Regions from separate parts of the Canis lupus genome. Here region 2 is linked to region 1. The links are chromatin contacts, called in public Hi-C maps. All regions are on one chromosome and are shown on one strand. Each heading gives the region's core, a stretch centred on a gene start, on an enhancer-like site or on the middle of the called end of the contact. The rest is flanking DNA. Distances are from core to core; before and after follow the strand shown.

Region 1 (5,857 bases), core at 1,194-3,693:
ATGCTGACAAACATAAGGTAATGCTGACAAAAAACAGAGGAGTCAAAGGGAATAAAGTTGATTTTTTAAAGAAATAATGCACTTTTTTTAGTATGTTGCCTTGGAGGTAATGAGTCCTCTGGATGATGCTGTCTTGGTGGTTGGAGGGAATGTGAAGCTAGAGTTTATGAGGCAGATTATGGCTGGAGAGGGGAAATTGTAATGTGTTGTCCCAGGACAGCAGGTAAAGGAAAAAGAGGTTGAGGATAAAACCTGAGGCAAATACCCACCCACATAGACGGCTAAATGAGCCAGAAAGGGAGAAGGTGTGACTGAATTATTTTACCAGGGCAATGTCAAGGGAGAATTTTACAGGTGAGAGTAAGTCAGAATTTTCTTGTGTAGCGGTGAGCTCGAGGAAAAAAAAAATACTGAGAAAAGAGAGAGCTTATCAAGGAGGTCAGGGAGGAAAAAGTGAAAAGGTTTGTCTGGGCAGTTTAGCAGTGAAGAGTAGAGGAAAAGGAAAGCATTTGAGAAGGGATAAACAAAAACCATCTCTCTCCCAATTCCCCAGGTAGGTCAGTTCCATTCAGTCTCAAAGCAGAAAGGAAGAACCTAGTATATAGGAGGGGAAGGAGGTCTGGAGGAAGGTGAGATGAAGCCAGCAAGTCGAGGCTGGCAACTTAGAAGGTAGAAAAAACTCTCATTCCTTCAAATACTTGACAACAGTTCACAACGGATGGTACAAATACTCTGAGAAGAATGGCAGAGGATGCTGGAGCTGGATGTTTATCTTCTCAGTGAAACAGCAATCGGGACCATCTGCCAAGAAAGAGGAGAAAGAAAATTGGTTTGGTGGAGAGGGGAAAAGAGATTTATAACAGCAATAGCTAGGGCCACTCTTGAAAATCACCAAGAAATGAATAAATTGACTCGAGACTAGATCAACATGATTCCATTTTAGGTTGCCATCTCAGATTTACTTCTGGGAACAGGCAATACTAACCACCACCATTTCTCCTATGGCTATTCCTTGCTTACTATTAATGTTTACATATGATATCTCACTTAATTTCCCAAGAATCCCATGCTGCACTATTAACTGCAGTTATTTCCAAGTTATAAAAAAGGAAATTGAGACTCAACAAGATTTCGCCTTAATTACAAAAAAAAAAAAAAAAAAAAAAAAAGCCCACTATGTTGCTAGGCACCACTTTCGGGCACAGATAAAGATGGGGAAGGGGCTTGCCTTTATGGGGATTTACTGAAGAAGGGCTGGCGGAAAAGGAAACGAAAAATCGAACCCGGTTATTTCAGCTTTTAACAAATGGTGTGAAAGAAAACTGGTGATACGGCTGATATATATACACAAAAAAATATGACACAACACTGGAGGAGTGCAGGAAGGTGGAGCGGTGTACCTATCAGGGTGGTCAGGGGAGGGTCCTCTGAGCGGACAAGTGAACTGAGACAAGGATGAGAAAGGTGTCCGCGTTTTCCAGGCCAACGAGGAGCTAAGCGCAGAGGCCCCGAGGTGATTAACTAATGCGGCTTTCCGAGGAAAGCTAACAACGCCACTGGAGCCTAGTGCGCGAGGGGATACAGGCCGAGGCTGGAGACCCCGCGGCGGTCGGGGAAGGATTGACGCCAAGGAGGAGGTGACTCAGTTCGTATGGATGGAATAAGGCGCCAGAGAGCAGGGGCCAGGCGGGGCCGCCCTCCCGCGCGGCTTTCCACTGCGTGGAGCTGCCCGCACACCGTGCGGCGCGCCGGCTACCGGCTGGGAGAGTCCAAGCCCTGGGGCCGAGGCGCCGAGGCCGACAGCGGGGTGGGCAGCGCGACCTCCCCGCGGCACCAGCGTCGCAGCAGCTCCGACGGCCCCGCTGGGCCCTTCCCCGCGCCCGCCCCGCGCGGCTACCGAGCAGCCCTCCTCGGCCGTGCTCCGGCATCACCCCCGCCCCGCCGGGCTCCGTTTTCCGTCCGACGAGTCCCGTCTTCCCAAACTTCGGAATAACAGTAGTCCCAGGAGTGCGGGTGAGAGGACACAGATGATGACCGGGGCGAACTCCTTTCGAAAACAGACCTTCCCCTCTGTCTCGTTCTCCCTCCTGGCTTTCCCGAAATAACTTGCTTCCCAGTACGCACCCCAAGTCACCCCCCTCCAACAGCGAGACCGTTGGTTCGGCCCCTAGGCTACGATTGGCTGAGGGTTTACGCCTCAGCCAGGGATTGGAGGACGTTGGTCCCTTACGTACCGCCCGCGCCCATTGGTTCTTTTTCCCCGTTTCTGGGCGGAGTGGTTAGGGACGGTTTCCACCCTCTTGTTTACGGAGAGCGCAGTTGTAGCGCTCTGCGAGCGCCGGGGCTGTCTCCAAAGTTCCCTTTTGAGCTCCTCGGGCCAATTGGGTTCTTGCTCCACCCTCGCCCTCTCCCTCGCACGCATCCCGCGTGGTACTGCCCACACCTTTAGAGCGGCGGCGTGAGCGGACGGCCGTCGCGTCCTCCGCCCGCGAACGCTAGGCGGCTCCCCCTCGAGGGTGCGCTTGGTACGGCCCGCGCCGCCTCTTTCCCTTGCTGGGGTGGCTGCTCCCCCCACCCCTCGGGTCGGCGGCGCTTGGTGCCGCCCGGGAGAACCAGGTCATCGGTCGGTTCCCGTGAAAACAAAAACAATCGGCGGCGCCGCCGCGGGCAGCCGAACGCGGCGGGCGAGGACCAGGGTCGCGGGGCCGGGTGCGGAGAGCGAGCGGGATCGGCGGCGAGGCTCCGGGGGCGGGGGGAGGGGGCATGGGGCAGGCGGGCACGGGCTGCACCGGGCTCCCCCGGCGCCGCGGCTAGCGCACCCGCTGCCTCGGTCGCCGCCGCCGCCGCCGCCCGCGCCGCCCGCCTGGGGGACGAGGAGCAGGACGCGGCCTCGGCCGGGCCCGGGCCGAACGGCTGCGGACACCCGGGCGCCGGGGAGCCGAGCGCCGCCGCCGCCGCCGCCTCCGGGATGGATCAATGCGTGACGGTGGAGCGCGAGCTGGAGAAGGTGCTGCACAAGTTCTCGGGCTACGGGCAGCTGTGCGAGCGCGGCCTGGAGGAGCTTATCGACTACACGGGCGGCCTCAAGCACGAGATCCTGCAGAGCCACGGTAGGGCGGCCCGGGTGGGCGCGCGGGGCAGGGCCCGGCCCCTCGGGCCCCGGCGGGCCAGGAGGGATGCCCCTGCCTCCCCCGAGACGCGGAGACCCCTCACCCCACCCCGCGCCCCTGCCCCTGTGACTGTTCCTTCTCCCGATTTGCCTCGAACCTGCCCCGACCTCGTTGTCAATAAAGAGTGAGCGCCCTCCACCCGGAAACCCAGCCCGGAACGGGGTCCAGCCGGCTTAGACGTGTGTGGGGGCTGGTCCGTGGCCCTTGCAAACTGCCACCGTCCCGGGGTGGGCGGCCCTCGCCCCCGCCCGGGCCGGGCGCGCTCAGGTCCCCGCGGTCGAAGGTGCGCTAAGTGCGTTGGACCCAAGGCTCTGGTTGATAAGAGGGTCAGTGCCGGAAGCCCCTTCTTCTGCCCCAGATCCTTGGTCCGGGGACTTACTTTCCAAGTCTTTTTTTTTTTTTTTTTTTTTTTTACCCCTTCTTCTTCTTCTTTCCGTTCTTTTTTTAAATTAGAAAGTCGAGTGTTATTCTTAGCTGTGGGTTAACAGAACAGCCGTTGCTGCAACTTCACGATTTGACTCTTGTGTGGAAGCAGCTCTTAGCTCCGCAGCAGCACAGACAGGATTCCTAGGAAACGAGCCGAATCGAACTGTTCAGCTCTCCTAATGTAGCCTGAGGAAGAACAGGCAACTTTCCTGAAGCAAATTGTGGCGCAAGTTGTGAGATACTTGCCTTACCTGGTCAAGTTTTTACTTGTTTTCCTTTTAGAAAACACGATTTTCTGTAGAAGGTGGTCTGCCTAGATTATTTCTTTATTGCTCTAGGACCTGGGGGCAGATACTTTGCGGAAGTTAACTTGTGGAAGCTGGTTGGGGAGGGTTTTTGGTTTGGGTTTTTGTTTTTTTTTTTTTTAAGTAACATTAAAGGTCTGGTATCCTTAGAGTAACATATTCATAGTGGTGTTCCTCCTGCTCAAGAAATGAAGGACTTTATTTAATGGGTTCATTCAAGAGTTTGGAGGAGCCTTCTCAACTCCTAGCTGAACAGCAATTTATGGAAAGTTTGGTAGCTGGGATGAAATGCTGTTACATAGGGTGAGGTGAAGACAGTGGTGCAGCTGAGCCTCTCCCCTCCTTTCCTCTCCTACGTCTTTCTTTCTAGACTCCTTTCAGTGGAGGGGAAGTGCTAGCCCATAATAAAGGAGTCTGAAAACCTCTTATTCTGAACATGGCAGTCACTTTTGAAGTCCAGATAAGAAGTGAGCCTGCAACCGTAGTGGGAATGGGAGTTAAAATATTAATATGGAAAAATAAGCAGACCAGTTGGCTGCCTGTGAAGGGAAGCCGAGGTGGAGTTGGCTGCCTGTGAAGGGGAAGCCGAGGTGGAGTTGGATGGGGGGTCCTGGGAAGGCTTTGGTGAATTTGATTTGGGGCATGTGAGATAAAGCTGAAGGGCTAGTGAAGACAGAATCAAGAACTTAATGTTCACTGGTGGCTAAAGATGCATGGTTAGAATTGGGGAAAGTATGATCGAAGATGGTTTCCTAGTATTTCTACAGAGAAGAGTGAAGGAGGTCACGTAGGCAGCAGGGAAGAAAGACTGTAGGGTCTAACCACACCTTGAACGCCTCTTGGAGAGAGAGCTGGAGGAGCCAGCAGAAGCAGAAAAGGCAGGAGCTTAGAAAAAGAGAGGTTGTGCAGCTTGTATTTGGCTATTGGAAGTCAGTGACCCTCTGTGCTTGCAGCTTCAAAGAGTTAAAATAAACTAGATTAGTGGGTGTAAAGAAAAATGTGTGAACTGAAGTGTAAGGAGGCCCAAGGCTGTTTAAGTACAGGAATGGGAGGGGTGTGTGCGTGCCTGTGTCCCTCTGTCTCTGTCCACCTTCCTGCCCATCTGTTACAGGAAATCTTTGTCTTGTTAAAGACTGGAAGGTAGAGAATGAGTGAAGGTTCTAAACTTGGAGAGGTGGAAGGAGCGTTTCCTTTTTAGGGACCAGGTCAGAGATTGAGGGGTTGGATAGGCAAAATTTGAGAGAGAAGATGGAAAGTAAAATATCTTCCTACAAAAAAGGAGGGGGGTGGTATTAATTAAAGGGGAATGTGATTGCAAGCCTCATTTTAGGGAATTTGGGGCCTATCTTAGATGGATAAAATAATTGGCAGAAAATGCTGAAGCAGGAGTTTGCTTTAGACAGATTGTTTTTGCTTGGTATTGGAGTTTCGCAAGGAATATATGGTGTGAGGGTATTAGCCACAGAGTATGCCATACTATTCAAATGGTCTGACTTGGTGAATTACATATGTTCCTTTCTCAGCCACCTATTTTTTACTGTCTTGTCTACCAAATTGCAGTTTGATATTACTATTTCTTTGATTTTCTTTAATTTTTTAATAATAGGATTACATGACTAAAGGCAGTTATGAAACACGAAAGAAAAATAAATACCAGGTCTGGTTTCCAAAGTGGACTCTTTTTTTTTTCTTACAGTATTCTTATGTGTGAAGGCAGACATCGTGCTTTGGTATCTAGATTATAGGAATTTTCAAAGCAGGTAATTTCTGATATTCTTTGCTAGTGATGTGGTGTTTATTACATTTGTATCTTAGATATACCCTTCCTAAAGTCATGTCTACTGAAATCTGAATTTGGAACTCCATTTTCAAGTTTGAATATATTTGTCTGGGCAATTGATCTTGTGAGCTCCTATGATCTGAGAGAGGGGCTCCAATTGGGACCATCTGTCTGGG
Region 2 (5,857 bases), core at 1,035-3,534, 270 kb before region 1:
CATGAGACACAGAGAGAGGCAAAGACATAGGCAGAGGGAGAAGCAAGCTCCCTACTGGGAGCCTGATATGGAATTTGATCGCAGGTCCCCAAGATCAGACCTGAGCTAAAAGCAGATGGTCAACCACTGAGCCACCCAGTTGTCCCAGTTTGCTGATATTTTATATAAAAAATTTCCGTCTATGTTCATGAGCCTCATTGACCTAAACTTTTCCTTTTTTATATTCTCCTGGCCCAGATTTGATAGTAGAGTTTTGCAAGTTTTTATAAAATGCTTCAGATATTTTTCCATCTTTCCTATGTCCTGGAATCACAAGTATAACATTATATGCTCTTTGAACCTTGGTAGAACTCATCCCTAGTGATTGTTTTTCCAATTAATAGTTAATTATGTAATCAAAGTCCTCCATACCCCCACTTATTTTTAAAATCTGAGATACCTATTTCCGGGATAGTTATATATTTGTATCTTCTGCTTCTATTACAAATTGTCAAAAATTTCCCATAATTCTAATATTTAGTCTTAGCTATGTTCTTAGAGTGACAGGAGTTCGGGTGTATATTTGTAGAATTTATCCTTTATTAATATAAAATCCAGGGATCCCTGGGTGGCTCAGCAGTTTGGCGCCTGTCTTTGGCCTAGGGCACGATCCCAGAGTCCAGAGGAGTCCCGTGTCGGGCTCCCTGCATGGAGCCTGCTTCTCCCCCCTCCTGTGTCTCTGCCTCTCTCTTTCTCTATGTCTATCACGAATAAATAAATAAGTAAATCTTTTATATATATATATAAAATCCTTTTTTCTTTTGATTTTCTTTTCAATTATATTAACATTGCTATATCCATCTTTTAACCTAGTATTTTCAGGCTTTCTGTGTCATTGGAGCTTGCTTGCAATCAAGTTATAGCTGGATTTTGTTTTTAATCCAGTGTGTCTTTTAATTTACGACTAAAATTAACCCATTTATATTTATTGTAAATATTGATGTTTGGACTTACTTCTCTCGTCTTATTTTTTTCTATTTACTGTACTTCCATCTTGTTTCCTTTTCTCTTTTTGCTCTCATTTCTGACTTTTTTTGGACTGGATAGGTTTTCTTTGTTCCATTTCCCCCCCTTCCTAATAGTCTGTGAATTATAAATCCAATTTAATTCTACAATTTGTATTTAGACTTAAAAATGTATTGAATGTCATATAGTCAGAACATATATGTTAAAGGTCAATACCCGGAATTAGCCTGCTTCTATAACCCCTTGAAAACCTTTCTGAACTTCTTCTGATTCCCAGTTTCACACTTGTAAAGCTGGGACCTTGAGTTATTCACTTAATTTTCATTTATCTTAAGGATTAAATGTGATGCCATGTCAAGCTCTAGCCTTTATTAAACAAGGGGCCTCCAATTCCTTCATTCTCTTTCTTCTTCATTCAGCCAAAAAACTTCGGGTCCAATAGACACAATCACCTTTTTTCTCCTTTGTCCTTCAAAGTCACCTCTTCCTATTTCTTGCATCATTATGGCCTTCATCTAGTCCTTCAATTTCTATATAAGACTCATAATATCTTCTCTTCCCTTTACCTAAAAAAAAAAAAAATCCCATTCTGCATTGTACTGAATGGCCTCTCTTGCTCTAGATTCGATGAACGTCATTTCCCAATGACTCCATGCCTTTCTTCATTTTCCCTTCAAAATGGCGGACTTCAGACGTTCCACGAATAACACCACGTGCGCCTGCGCCTCCCGCGGCCATTTCGCCCAGCAGCCCAAACTCCAGCCTGTGCTTCGCGAAGCGCCTGCGCAAGAGCCTCCGGAGCCCGGTGGCTCCGCCCCCTAGCTGAGTACGCCTGAAACCGCACGTTCCCGTCCCTTCCCTCCCCCGCTGACTCTGCACCGCCCTCACCCCTTTCCTGTGAGATTCTTCCGCCAAGTGGAAAGCCCATCTTCCGTCGACAGCCTACGCAACTGAAGAGCAATCCAATAGGCACATACAGCTCTGGGGCCCGTCATTCAGTCTTATCTATGCACCCCTGCAGTTTTCCTCTGGGCCCTAAAGTTGATAAGCGATTTCGCGGGACTCTTTTGCATACCGCAGGCAACAAATGGAAAGAATGGCTACGGCGGAGGGATCTCTCGCTTACGCTCTGTGTACTTTAACCTAATGGGGGTCGTCCGGGAGTCGGAAGGGGGAGGGGAGAGGGAGGAGGCAGCCAAGGAATTGTTTTTTTCTCTCGCCCCGCCTGCGCCAGGCCGGCCAATGGCGACGGGTTGTTTACCCAGGAGCCTCGCCCAGCTTCCTGGCCTGGGCCAATGAGCGGCGGAAGCGGCTCCGAGGGGGCGGGCCCGAGAGGCTGTGCGTGTCTTGTGAGAGCTCTTGAACCAAGTCAGAGCTAGAGCTGGGCGGCTGGAAACGGCGGCCGCCGCCGGTGACTCAGGGAGGCAGGAGGCGGGGTAAGAGCGCCGCGGCCTCGGCTGAGGGGAGAGGAGGAAGAAAGATGAAGGCGCCGATCCCGCGGCCCCGCCGCCCCCGCGCCGCGGCGCAGGCCGGGGCGACGGACGCCCGGGGGTCGGCGGCCGGGAGAGCGCCGTGTCGGGGCGGGGCGGGGCGGCGGGGCAAGTGCGGAACCGCGGGCCGGCCCCTCCCGTGGGGCCGCCCGGGGCGGGGACGCGGCCGCCCCAGACGGGGCCCTCGCTTCGGGCCTTTTCTTTCCCGGAGCGGGGGAGCGGGGGGGCGGGGGGGCAACACTTTAAAATCCACTTCGGCTGCAGATAATTCTCCCCTCACGCCCTCCTCGTTTAGGTTTAAGGTTTTGGAAAAGCGAAAGTTGGGAGAACGAGGGTCACGCGGCGGTTGGGCCCGTGTTTGCGGTGGGGGAGGGATCCGGGGGGCGGGGGAGGACGCCAGTGTGGAGATCGGGTGTTGGGTCCTCCCTCGCACCGGCCGCCGCCGCCGCCGCCGCCGCGGGTCTCGTCAGCCGAGCGGATTGGGACCCATCCGTCCGCCCCTCCGCCGCCGCTTCCCCCGCGTCCTCTTTTCCCGACCCCCTCCCACCGGCAGCCCCCACCGCATTTTGTTTTTGTATTTTTGCAGGGAGGAGCCCTTCCTGCAGGCGTGGAAACCATGGTGCTCACGCTCGGAGAAAGTTGGCCAGTATTGGTGGGGAAGCGATTCCTCAGTCTGTCCGCAGCCGACGGCGGCGACGGCGGCCACGACAGCTGGGACGTGGAGCGCGTCGCCGAGTGGCCCTGGGTCTCGGGGACCATTCGAGCCGTCTCCCACACCGACGTTACCAAGAAGGACCTGAAGGTAAAATCAGCTCCCGGGCCTCAGCTGTCGGACGTTTTGTAGTTACCTTGGTAACGAGACAGCCAGCGGGGGGCCCCCCCCTCCCCTTTTCTGAAAGGGCGAGATCAGAAAGTTGGCATCTGATCTGAAGGTGCAGAAAACGAGACCTTGAAAGTCTTTGAAATGGTTGTGTAGAACCGAGGTGTGTTTGGCCTACAGTTGCCTGTGTTTAATGACGGCCTTGGGGTTGCTCAGACACGCTTCGCTGTTGCCCGCTCTGTGCCCTAATAGGACTGTATGGTTACTCCTCCGAAGGGGGAGTATCGTGAATATTAAGATTGGTCAGGTACCCAGATGATGTGAGGAATCATTAAGAATTGATGGCTAGCGCTTTCGGGTGGTTGGTTGGTTTGTTTGTTCCTCCTAATTTCTTGGGCCAACTTGTTAAACTTTCAGACTTGTTGGAAATGAAGTGAATGAAGAGGGAGGAGCTTAGTTCTGTTTGGCATGTTAGGGTGGGTACTTGTCCGTATATGGTGGGTCACGGTGGAAGTGGGTTCCAGGTCTTTTCTGTGAGGAGTCCGTAGGTAGGTGTGGGCTTTGACCATATATGGAGGGCAGGGGTGGAGCCGACCCTTATATGGTGTGTTAGAGGAATGGCTCTGAAATATATTCCACTTTGGTGTTTGGGTGGAGAGAGAGAAACTAGTACAAGTGTGGACAGTGATTTTTAATCAAAACGACACTCAGAACCTTTTTCAGTTACATCTTTTCAAAAAGAGGTGGAATTCTAATTGTACTGTCTAATAGAAAATTTTTGGTGGCAAAGGATTGTCTGGGAACAACCAGTAAGGAAGCTGTTCTACCAACAAAGACTCCTTTGTGCAAAAATAACTGGAGAAAGGTCCCTAACAAAGACTCCAAAGTGGGGATAACTTGAAGGAAGCCTGTTAGAACAGAAGAGATTTCCACCCTGGGTAGTGGATATGTTTCAGCATCTTCACTTGGTCATTACTGCTTTTTCTTGAAAACTATATTCAGATTGGGAGGAAGTTTTAGCATTGGCAGTTGAATACATGTTGATTTCTGACACATCATTTGAACACTTGAAGGTGACAGTACATGGCCAAAACCAGGTTTAGTCTGCAAAGGATTGTTGGAAAAGAATATGTGTTCATACATTTTTAAAGTTTTCAGCTTGTGTTGTCTTCATATTGAAAAGGAGTGACTGTTGAGCACTTATCCATATGCCAGGCATCATACTGAACACTTCATAGCCATGATCTTATTAATCCTTACAGCAACTCTTCGGGAGTAGGTACTAATATTGCTGCATTTTACAGACAAAAATATCTGGCTTGGGGAGATTAAGTATCTTACCAAGGTGACATACCTAGAAATTGGCATAGCCTGTGTTCTCACCCAGGAGTTTTGATACCACCATCTTTACCAGTATGCTCCCTGTGCCACAAAAGAACTCCTGTCATACACTGTGAAGTTTGGTTTTTCTCCTTTTCATTCTTCCCAGCAAATGGAGTTTTGTGGGCGAACCTATTTGCTTTAGGCTAATAATCTTTCTCCATAAAGTGGGCTTTGTGTACCAGATTTCAATCATAGTTGTTGTGGTTTATTTCACCTGCCAAGTAAAAATTTTTCTAGTGCATTTGTTTTTATCTGATTTGAATGGAAACAAGATTTGAGTCTTTAGTTCTTTGGCAGATGATGACAGACTAGGTGTTCTCTTCCCCAACAGGACCTAATTATAGACCTGTTGGATTAAGAAGGCAATCTAGGAGGTCCTTTTTGTGTATTCTTTTTAATTTCCACTTTTCTGCCACCCTCAGTATTTGAGGTGGTGGTAATAACTCCCATTTGCAGAATGAGAAAAATAGATTTGGGAAAAAGAGTCTTGCCCAGATTTGCATAATTAGCTGCCCAGTGATGGAGGGAGAATTTGAATTTAGGTTTGGCTGTGTCTTTTCCATTGCACTAAGGTGCCTCACCTGATGATAAACAGGGATTTTCATTTCAAGAACAGTTTTAACTGTAGTTGATTTTTGCTTTACCTGCAGACTTTGAAATTCAGCCTTCATGTAAGGTGGAAATTACTTGATTTCTTTTATGTAGTCATGATTTATCATTACATTCCTTAATTGAGTAGCAGATGGTTTAAGTTTAAGGGCATATTGTATTAGCAAAAACATAGAATTTCAAAACTCTAGAACTAAATTGTGCTTGGGGAACTGCAGGCAGGAGCTAGTAACTTAAGACCATGCTTGCACTTGAGCTTAAGGTATTGAGTTTTTGAGGTTGGAGTGAGACTGGGGTCTAAGATGAGTATAAATGAATACAATTCCAGTTGTATGCAACTGGTTTGGTGTTAGAAGTACACGTTTGTCTAGTTTGATTTGCTATTAGTTGAAGATGATGTAATGAGGCCAAGGCTTGTTAACTTTGTTATAAACTCTCTCTCAAGGTGAAACAAAGTCACTCACTGAGATACAATATGTTTAGTTGTTGGTTACAAAGAGTCAAGGTGAAGACATAATGATGGTTAAGTGCTTATTATGTGGCACCTTAT

The links. A called contact is a pair of places that touch in the nucleus more often than the background predicts.
Region 2: a Hi-C map of blood shows a contact between it and region 1, with 2.0 times the contacts expected there. The contact joins the promoter of KDM3A here to the promoter of RMND5A in region 1. A contact is called at or near these places in 2 of 9 Hi-C or Micro-C datasets (both in blood).

Annotation. Positions count from the first base shown.
Region 1 is chr17:38,752,526-38,758,382 of UU_Cfam_GSD_1.0, reverse strand. RMND5A (E3 ubiquitin-protein transferase RMND5A) reads left to right here and starts at 2,443. Exons shown (of 9, transcript XM_038561523.1): 1 at 2,443-3,110. The coding sequence starts at 2,969.
Region 2 is chr17:39,024,414-39,030,270 of UU_Cfam_GSD_1.0, reverse strand. KDM3A (lysine-specific demethylase 3A) reads left to right here and starts at 2,284. Exons shown (of 26, transcript XM_038561530.1): 1 at 2,284-2,441; 2 at 3,082-3,297. The coding sequence starts at 3,112. MIR8843 (microRNA mir-8843) reads left to right here and starts at 2,129; the gene lies at 2,129-2,273. LOC119869714 (a long non-coding RNA gene) reads right to left here and starts at 2,444. Exons shown (of 2, transcript XR_005372459.1): 1 at 1,894-2,444; 2 at 1,466-1,571.